Linked DNA regions of Ovis aries: all the other regions are linked to region 1. Evidence: chromatin contacts called from public Hi-C data. All regions are on one chromosome and are shown on one strand. Each heading gives the region's core, a stretch centred on a gene start, on an enhancer-like site or on the middle of the called end of the contact. The rest is flanking DNA. Distances are from core to core; before and after follow the strand shown. Region 1 has its middle 44 kb from the start of SH3D19. Region 2 holds the start of GATB (glutamyl-tRNA amidotransferase subunit B). Region 3 overlaps FHIP1A (FHF complex subunit HOOK interacting protein 1A).

Region 1 (2,727 bases), core at 135-2,634:
TCTATGTTAATACGTATAAGCACTTTAGTAAAACTAGGCTATCACTATACATTGTTTGGATTTTGCTGTTTTCTTTTTTTCCGCTTAACATGTTTTCATCATTTACCCTACCTTTTAAAGGGTGTGGCTCTATTTCTTTGTATAAACATACTGCAAGTCATTTCGTCAGCGCCTGACTGTTGGACCTTTTGGTTGTTTCCAATTTTTTTTAGAAGGCAAGTGCTTGTACGGGATGAGGCCATGCAAGCGAGTGCTGCAGGGACCGTTAATTTACAGACATTTTTGTACCCCACACGCTATAACGGAGCTTTGACTTTGTTTCTGTTTTTGGCGGGGAAGGTCGATAGATGGTGCAGGAGGAAGCCCGGAAAAGTACAGACGGGGGTAAAGTGCCCCACCTCGTTCCAGAGGAACCGTCTTTGCTCCCTGGGGAGGGATTCCCGGGACCCCGCCCCGCAGGCCATCCGTCAGTCAGCGCCGGCTTCCGCCGTCCGCTGAGCTGCACTGCACCCTTGTGGCCGAGCCGCGACACTGCGGCACGGGAGCACCGGATCCCAGTGGTTTTCGGGAGGCTTTGGGGGTATTTTTCGGACTGATTTTTAAACTACAATTTAAAGATGTAATTTTTTTTTTCAACTCACAAACAGAAAATGTACAAGCTCAAAATTAGAGAATGCGTGGGATTCCAGTCTGTAATAAACATTTCTTCAGTTCAGTTCAGTCGCTCAGTCGTGTCCGACTCTTTGCGACCCCGTGAATCGCAGCACGCCAGGCCTCCCTGTCCATCACCAACTCCCGGAGTTCACCCACACCCACGTCTATGGAGTCGGTGATGCCATCCAGCCATCTCATCCTCTGTCGCCCCCTTCTCCTCCTGCCCCCAATCCCTCCCAGCATCAGGGCCTTTTCCAATGAGTCAACTCTTCACATGAGGAGCCCTTTAAATGCTCTTTAGAACATTTCTTTAGAGCACTTGAATGAAAATAAACTTAGCCCTTATGTCCCCTGGCTCTTTTCTCCAGCTTCAGTGGGGTTAGTCTGCCCTCAGGCACTATCGTCTAGCCCTAAAGGACTACTTTCAAGTCTCCTAATGGGCCAGGCTTCTTTTTGCTTACCAGATTTTAAAGTTATTAAGCAACACACACACACACACACACACACACACACACACCCTTCCCTCACTCAGACTCGTCTTCCTCCCTTATTGGACTGGAGTGTCTTTGAGCACACACGTGACTCCTCATTTCCTCTCCCACTTCTGTTCCCTTGGAGACAGTAAGTCACAGAGAGTAGGAATCTGTTCCAAGGAGGGAACTCCCTGATGGTCCGGTGGTTAGGACTGGGCACTTTCATTGCAGAGGGCCTCCGGTTCCCACCAGTAGGGGTTGCTGTATTCTCTGCATTGAGTTCCACAGTATTGATGAGAAAACTACTCTGCCCAAGCCTGCGTGTGTGCTCAGTGTTGTCCCGCTCTTTGCGACTCCACAGATTGCAGCCCGCCAGGCTCCTCTGTTAATGGAATTTTCCAGGCAAGAGTACTGGGGTGGGTTGCCATTTCCTCCTGCAGGAGATAGAACCCAAGTTTCCTGCATCTGTTGCATGAGCAGGCGGATTCCTTACCATTGAGCCACGTGGGAAGCCCATTCTGTCCGAGAGCCTCTTTAATAGCATGGCAGACGAGAAGGGAGGCAAGAAAAGCTATGAGATGATTAACTGCTATCTCCCGCTTTTAACTCTGCATAGTTTGTTTTTCCTTTCAGACATTTACTGTGTGGACAAAGCTTGAGGTGTTGAGGGCCAATGTCTGGACCTCACTTGAGAGGTTAGGCTCAGGCATGAATTTTTTAAAGCATTTTTTGGCCACCCCATGAGTCTAATGCCCCAGAATATCTGTATCCTTGTAGGTAACTCCTGAGTCCCAAAGTCTTCAACAGTGGGAAAAAAACTGGGAGAATTTCAAGAACGCTGGTGCAACACTATTTGAAAACGGGAGTAATTTGGAAATCTGTTGGTTTTGCCTACCCAAGATCCATTCTTCTTTCTTCTGCTAGGGGCCCCTTGGTTTTCCTCTGGAGAACCACCCCTTCCCTGCTCTAAGTCCTTGCAGTTGAGGTAGGGCTGATTATTTTTTAAATTATAAACATTTTTTTTTCTTTTGAACTTTTATTTTTTTATTAGGGTATGGCTGATTAACAATGTGATGGTTTCAGGTGAACAGTGAAGGGACTCAGCCATGAGATAAGGGTGATCCTTGCCCACCCTACCCCTACTACTTCCCAACACAAACATATATGCACACTCCTAGGTGGTACTTGCACACACAGCCCATTCAAGCTCTGAGTTTGCTCTTTTTCAACTTGAATTACACATGGATCCAGCCATGTCTGAACCTTTAGACTGAACTTCTGCCCTTCAACTTTTCAATTACTGAGTCAATTAATCCCCCGCCATTTTTTGCCCTAAATGAGTTTAATGTGGGTTTTGTCACTTGCAATCACAAAATTTCTAACTAAAAGAAATTTACAAGACTTTCAAATGAGGTAAGCAGCTTTATGTTTTGCCTGCTTATAGAAAGGGGATACATTAATTGATGTGTCCTAATATGTTGAGATTTTTTTTCTTATTCTTTGATAAGATTGCCTTCATTTTTCTTAGCAGAGCTTAAGTTTGTTAACTATGTAAAGTCCATTTACTTGGTCTAGGTTAGCCCCTATTCCCTGGTGGCTC
Region 2 (2,727 bases), core at 101-2,600, 460 kb before region 1:
CCTCTTATACGTCTCCAAGGCAACCAAAGTCGTATTTTCTGACAAGTCTGTTCTTTCCTGATTTCCTTATCTCAGTGAGTAACTCCATCAGCCATCCAGTTGTATAAAGCCAGAAATTCAGAAGTTACTTGACCCTCCCCTAGGCTTCCGCCATTATATCTAATCCAATACCAAGTCCTCCAATCTTACCTTCCTAATCTATCTCACAGAGGTCAATTTCTCTCTGCCTCCACCACCACACTATTCCATCATCTCCTTCCCACACAGCTACTCTGAAGGGCATGTACTCCATTCTTTTGTCAAATGCATTCTTCACACAGCAATCCTTCAATCAACAAGCATTTCTGAGAGACCTACTTTGTACTTTGGTAATACTGTATTGAATAAGGCAGACCGATTTCCCATTCTCAAGGAGCTTGTGGAGATGGAAGACAAACATCAGATAGTCACGAGCACTATGTGGAGTATTAGTATAGGGCGATCTAATAGAGAATGGTGGAATAGCTGTTCTAAACTGTATGCTCAAATACAAGAAATCAGTGGGCGTTTCAAGAAGGGGATGCATTTTGAAGCAGGGGGAAAAAAAAAAAAGAAGCCCACTGGGATGATGGTATTTGCTATCAAGGCTTCCGTTGTTACATAGTATTTTCAAACACTGGCCAAGATCAAAAAGAAAAATTTAAAATCTTCCTGAGGTTTCAGTCTAGGTCTGTCTATCTCCCAAGAACCTGTGCTGAAATATGGTCCTTATGGTCTATCTGAAAGCATCCTATTTTTGTTAACTTCTCTGTATGTCTAGTCTACCAAGAATGTAAGTTTCGTGAACATGGTGGCTATATCTGCCTTGATCACTGCTGAATCCCCCGTGTCTAAGAACCATGCCGAGCATATTGGCATGCAAATAATTATTTCTTGCAGTTATGCTTACATTTGGGTCTGAAGTGGAAAAGGAAGCAGAAAAAAGAACTGAGTTGGGCGGTTCAGAGAGTCTTTATGGAGATGTCAAGGTCATTTACTTCAGCCCGACAGGTTAACTGGTATATAAAATCCCAGCCAGGTTTCTCAGCTTTCGATCTCTGGCACCGCCTGCTCTCTCTCTCACGTGCTTACAGCTACAAACCTCTCCAACTCCCCGCTAGGAGGAGTCACACCTTCCCACCCAAAAACCCTCCCACTCTCCCGGCTCCTTCTGCTTCCCGCCCCCTCCCCGCCCAGTTCCGGAAGCCTTCCGGTCGCAGTGCTCTCTGGTAATAGTAGTCTTCCGGTCCGAGTCTAGCGCGGTTTATCTAATTTCTGAGAACTACGTTTCCCAGAGAGCCTTGCAGCAGAGGGAGGCTGTGTCACCTGACCAGGACTCTGGAGAGACAATGGCGGCGCCCATGTTGCGGTGGTGCTGTCCTGGAAGGCGGTTTGCTTTCGCCCGGGTTGGCTGCGGTTCTTGCCACAGAAGAGGGCCTCCGACTGGGTCCACGTCCAACGGGAAAAGGGGGCAGAGCACAGTGGCTCAGCAGCCCCACATCACAGCCCAGAAGCCGAGAAAAGGGTATACTATTTCATACCAGTATTGCCCACTTAAAGTTGAGGTAGAACTGTGGGACTTGGGAGATGGCCACTACAGACTTCCCTGGTGGCTCAGACGGTAAAGCCTCTGCCTACAATGCGGGAGACTCGGGTTTGATCCCTGGATCGGGAAGATTCCCTGGAGAAGGAAATCGCAACCCACTCCAGTATTCTTGCCTGGAGAATCCCATGGCTAGAGGAGCTCGGTGGTCTGCAGTTAATGGGGTCGCAAAGAGTCGGACACCACTGAGCGACTTCACTTTAAAGCCCAGCCTTAAGTCTGGACGTTTTGGTGGGCGGGAACGTGTTGGGCTGTATGTTGCAGCCCTGAAATCTAAATAAAGACAGGAAACTGGCTGTCTTATCAGTCCCTACCCCACACATAAACCAGTGTCTTCAGATAGCCTTATTTGGGTAATTTGAGAGTGTAAAATAGCAAGTTTTTTTTTTTTTTTTTTAATGTTTCACAGAAGAGTGGTTCAGTCACCTTAACTAGTAGTCAGCCCAGTATCAGTAGAAGTGGGATCTTATTTAGCTGACATGTATTTAGCACACTACGGGCCAGCAGTGTTTTAGTGGTATAAAGGAGCCTTTACCTACAAGTTCTGGATGGCTGGCCTTGAGTTAGAAAACCCACCTATCTGTGGAGGCCTTTCATGTTGAACGTGTGGGGTGTGTGTGTAGACCTAGGAAGATGCAGCCAGTATGAGATCTTCCTTCTGGTTCTGTAGAGACTGTTGCTTATTTTGCTCAATATTGTCTGAACAGCTGCTTATATTTCACTGTATAAGACCTAAATGATATCTTTTCAAGTGCAGAAATATAAGGCATGTGTCAAATATTCATTTTTTCCTTTGAGATAGTTAGGTTGCTGTTATTTTTGCTTTTCTGTTTTTACAGAGGGGAAAATGTCCAGAAGTACTGGTTCTGTTCTTTTCATTAAATTAGGTTGTTTCACTATGAAAAGTGAATGAAAAGTTTTTTTCTCTTATGTAATGAAACTGCAAAAAAACATTGAATTGGGTTTTAGTGAATGCAGATTTCTGATGACGTCTTAGTTTGATTCCTCTCAATTATAGTTTGTGATTGCAAACTTTAAAAATAAGGAATTCTTCAGTACTATAAATACAGAACTTCATGTGTTGAAATGATCGAAACAAAACCAAA
Region 3 (2,727 bases), core at 79-2,578, 260 kb before region 1:
TTCTGGCCTCGACAGTCTCACAGTGTGGGATCGCAGTACCACACTCGTCCAAAAGGGGGCACCACCTCGATACAGGATGCTCTCCAGCCCCAAAGCCCCCTATAAGGCTCCACATTCTAAAGAGCAAATTAGCTCCATACTTAAATTAATTCGATAATTTCAAAGTTCACATATTGAGTTTACTTATGAGAGCTATCTATACAGCAAGGCCTCGGGGTAGAAATGTAATTATACTTCTCATGTGTGCTTAGACCGTCTAAACTATCTTAAACTGGCACAGTGCATTATACATTGACGGTGGCGCTGCAAATGAGTGCCGACTTTCTAGAAAACAATCTGGCAACATGTAACAGAAGCCATAACGTTGTTCCTGCCCTTTCACTTGTTAATCTCACTTTGGGGAAAATGCCTCAAGGAAACAACACAAAGATAATTTGTTTTAAAATGTTTACCCAGGCTATATTTTCAATAATGAAAACTAAAACCATTATTGACCCAAATGGTCAAGAATAAGAGAGTTATAATCACAATGTTACATCACCATACACTAATGCTATTAAAAATAAATACGAAGTGAATCATATCATTATATCCAATAGATAAGGAAAAATAACTTGTTAAAAACTAAATATATTGACAAATAGACCCACAGTTAGAAATGAGTTTGAAGATATAATGAGATTGTAAGGTTAATTAGTTCTTCTTTTCTATAAATTGATCTAATTTCATAATATAAGTAAAAATAAAAACAAAGTAATTTTGTTCTTTTGTCTAAAAGAAGGACCAAACGCTGAGTTAAAACAGTAATGAACAGAAACTCCTAACCAGTATAAATTTTCATATATGCATATGTGTTTATTCTATATGCATGCCTTTAAATATTTATAAAGTATCTAAATGTATATATGTAAATATAAAGCAAAACTATTTACACGATCACAAGCCACACTTTTCTCATGGGTTAATCTTCATTTATATTACTTATTTCAAGACACTCCTCTGCAAACAGACCTACTTTTGGTGGGCAGGGGGCCACGAAAAACCCACAAAAGAGAACTGAGATTTTTATACAGAATGTAAGGCACACAGCAGCTTCTACATGGAGAGCTCTCTCTGTATCCCCTTTACAGAAGCTCTTCTACACCACCTTCTGGGTTCATGGGCAGAGGAACATGAGAACAGAGCTGTGATAGCCCCACAAAGAAAGAAAAGGTTTGCTGGTCGTCTGGAACAGGGCCCTCGCCTCATTCCCCAGTCTGGCCTGGAGGCTTCACTGCCCGAAAGACTGGTGTGTTACAGCCAGGGCCCTGAGTCACAAGCTCAGCAAAGTGCTGATTCTGCCTGTGCTGCCGCTCGTCCTTAGCCTCCCTCTTCCAGGTGTCAGGACGCTCCCGGGCCACCTCCCTTTCCCTTTCAGGCAGACACACCCTTGACCTGCTTTTACAAGTGGGCTCTGCGGGCCACGCCCTGCGCCTGGTTCCCACCCTGACAGGGAATGCCCAGGAAGCTTCCCGGCCAGAGTACAACTGGCACGGAAACAGCCAGGAGCCTCTGTTCCGATGTCCCAGGTCAGCCGTCCAGGTGGGCTCTGAGCCCTTTCGGGTTCTGTCGGCTGATTCCTGCTGTGACCTTGACCTTTCAATCTTTTCCTTATGTGCCCTCTTCTCACATCACTCCCACCAAACTCCAACATTCCCGGGCCCCCGCTTCTGCTTGCTGCCCAGTTCCACTCACCTGCTGCGGATCCCTGCTGCTCACAGGGCCCTGACCCACTCCCCTGCTTAACCCTCTTACACTCTCAGCCTTGCCTCCAACTCCCCAGCCCTGGCTCTTCCTCAGCCATATGTGCTTCGTCTCAAGGATTCAGTTTACGGGAGGAAAACACAATTATGGGGGCGGAGAGATCCAAGCAGGAAAATATACTTTACAAACATTTCCTTTACTAAACAAGTTCGCTTTGTTAGGCAGCTTCCCTTGTAGACTCAGCTGGTAAAGAATCTGCCTGCAATGTGGGAGACCTAGGTTCGATCTCTGGGTTGGGAACATCCCCTGGAGAAGGGAATGGCTACCCACTCCAGTATTCTGGCCTGGAGAATTCCATGGACTGTATAGTCCATGGGGTTGCAAAGAGTCAGACACGACTGAGCGACTTTCACTTCACTTTCACTTTTGTTAGGCCAAATACCACTGAACAAACCGAATCAACCCCCGATAAAGCCCATGCTCACTATATACGCCAGCTAAGATCAAAGGCTTCCCTGGTGGCTCAGACAGTAAAGCATCTGCCTACAATGCAGGAGACCCTGGTTCGATCCCCGGGTCAGGAAGATCCTCTGGAGAAGGAAATGGCAACCCACTCCAGTTCTCTTGCCTGGAAAATCCCACGGACGGAGGAGCCTGGTAGGCCACAGTCTATGGGGTCGCAAAAAGTCAGACACAACTGAGCGACTTTACTTTCTTTCTTTTCTTAAGATCAAATACGGGACTGTAAATGGTTTTCCAATTACAGCCAGGCATTTGCTGATCTACCAACTGTAACATATACAAGCTTTTGTATATATACTAGATATATACACATGCATACATACAGATATGGAGTCATTTATATATTTGCATAAATTTTACATTTATGTGCAAATTCACATATATTAAATTTACGTATCTATAAGTTTCACATATAAAATTAATATATATGTGTTACATATATTACATTGTTTAATGTAAATA

Evidence for each region. Hi-C and Micro-C count contacts between places; a contact is called where the count stands out from the background.
Region 2: a contact with region 1 is called in a Hi-C map of tail adipose tissue, with 4 times the contacts expected there. The contact joins the promoter of GATB here to the enhancer-like site in region 1. A contact is called at or near these places in 2 of 16 Hi-C or Micro-C datasets (liver and tail adipose tissue).
Region 3: a contact with region 1 is called in a Hi-C map of tail adipose tissue, with 4 times the contacts expected there. The contact joins two enhancer-like sites. A contact is called at or near these places in 5 of 16 Hi-C or Micro-C datasets (hypothalamus, liver, mixed tissues and 2 more).

The regions. Positions count from the first base shown.
Region 1 is chr17:6,627,952-6,630,678 of ARS-UI_Ramb_v3.0, forward strand. No RefSeq gene overlaps it. Among named protein-coding and RNA genes, the nearest start is that of SH3D19, 44 kb to the right of the region's middle. Within about 2 kb of position 1,385, at least 24 of the 54 cell types and tissues checked have an H3K27ac peak or open chromatin away from gene starts, as enhancers often do. A contact at or near this core is called in tail adipose tissue, where this site is marked.
Region 2 is chr17:6,170,207-6,172,933 of ARS-UI_Ramb_v3.0, forward strand. It overlaps GATB (glutamyl-tRNA amidotransferase subunit B), which reads left to right and starts at 1,351. Exons shown (of 12, transcript XM_042234934.1): 1 at 1,351-1,543. The coding sequence starts at 1,368.
Region 3 is chr17:6,369,078-6,371,804 of ARS-UI_Ramb_v3.0, forward strand. All of the region lies in intron 4 of FHIP1A (FHF complex subunit HOOK interacting protein 1A), which reads right to left. Among named protein-coding and RNA genes, the nearest start is that of GATB, 200 kb to the left of the region's middle. Within about 2 kb of position 1,329, at least 11 of the 54 cell types and tissues checked have an H3K27ac peak or open chromatin away from gene starts, as enhancers often do.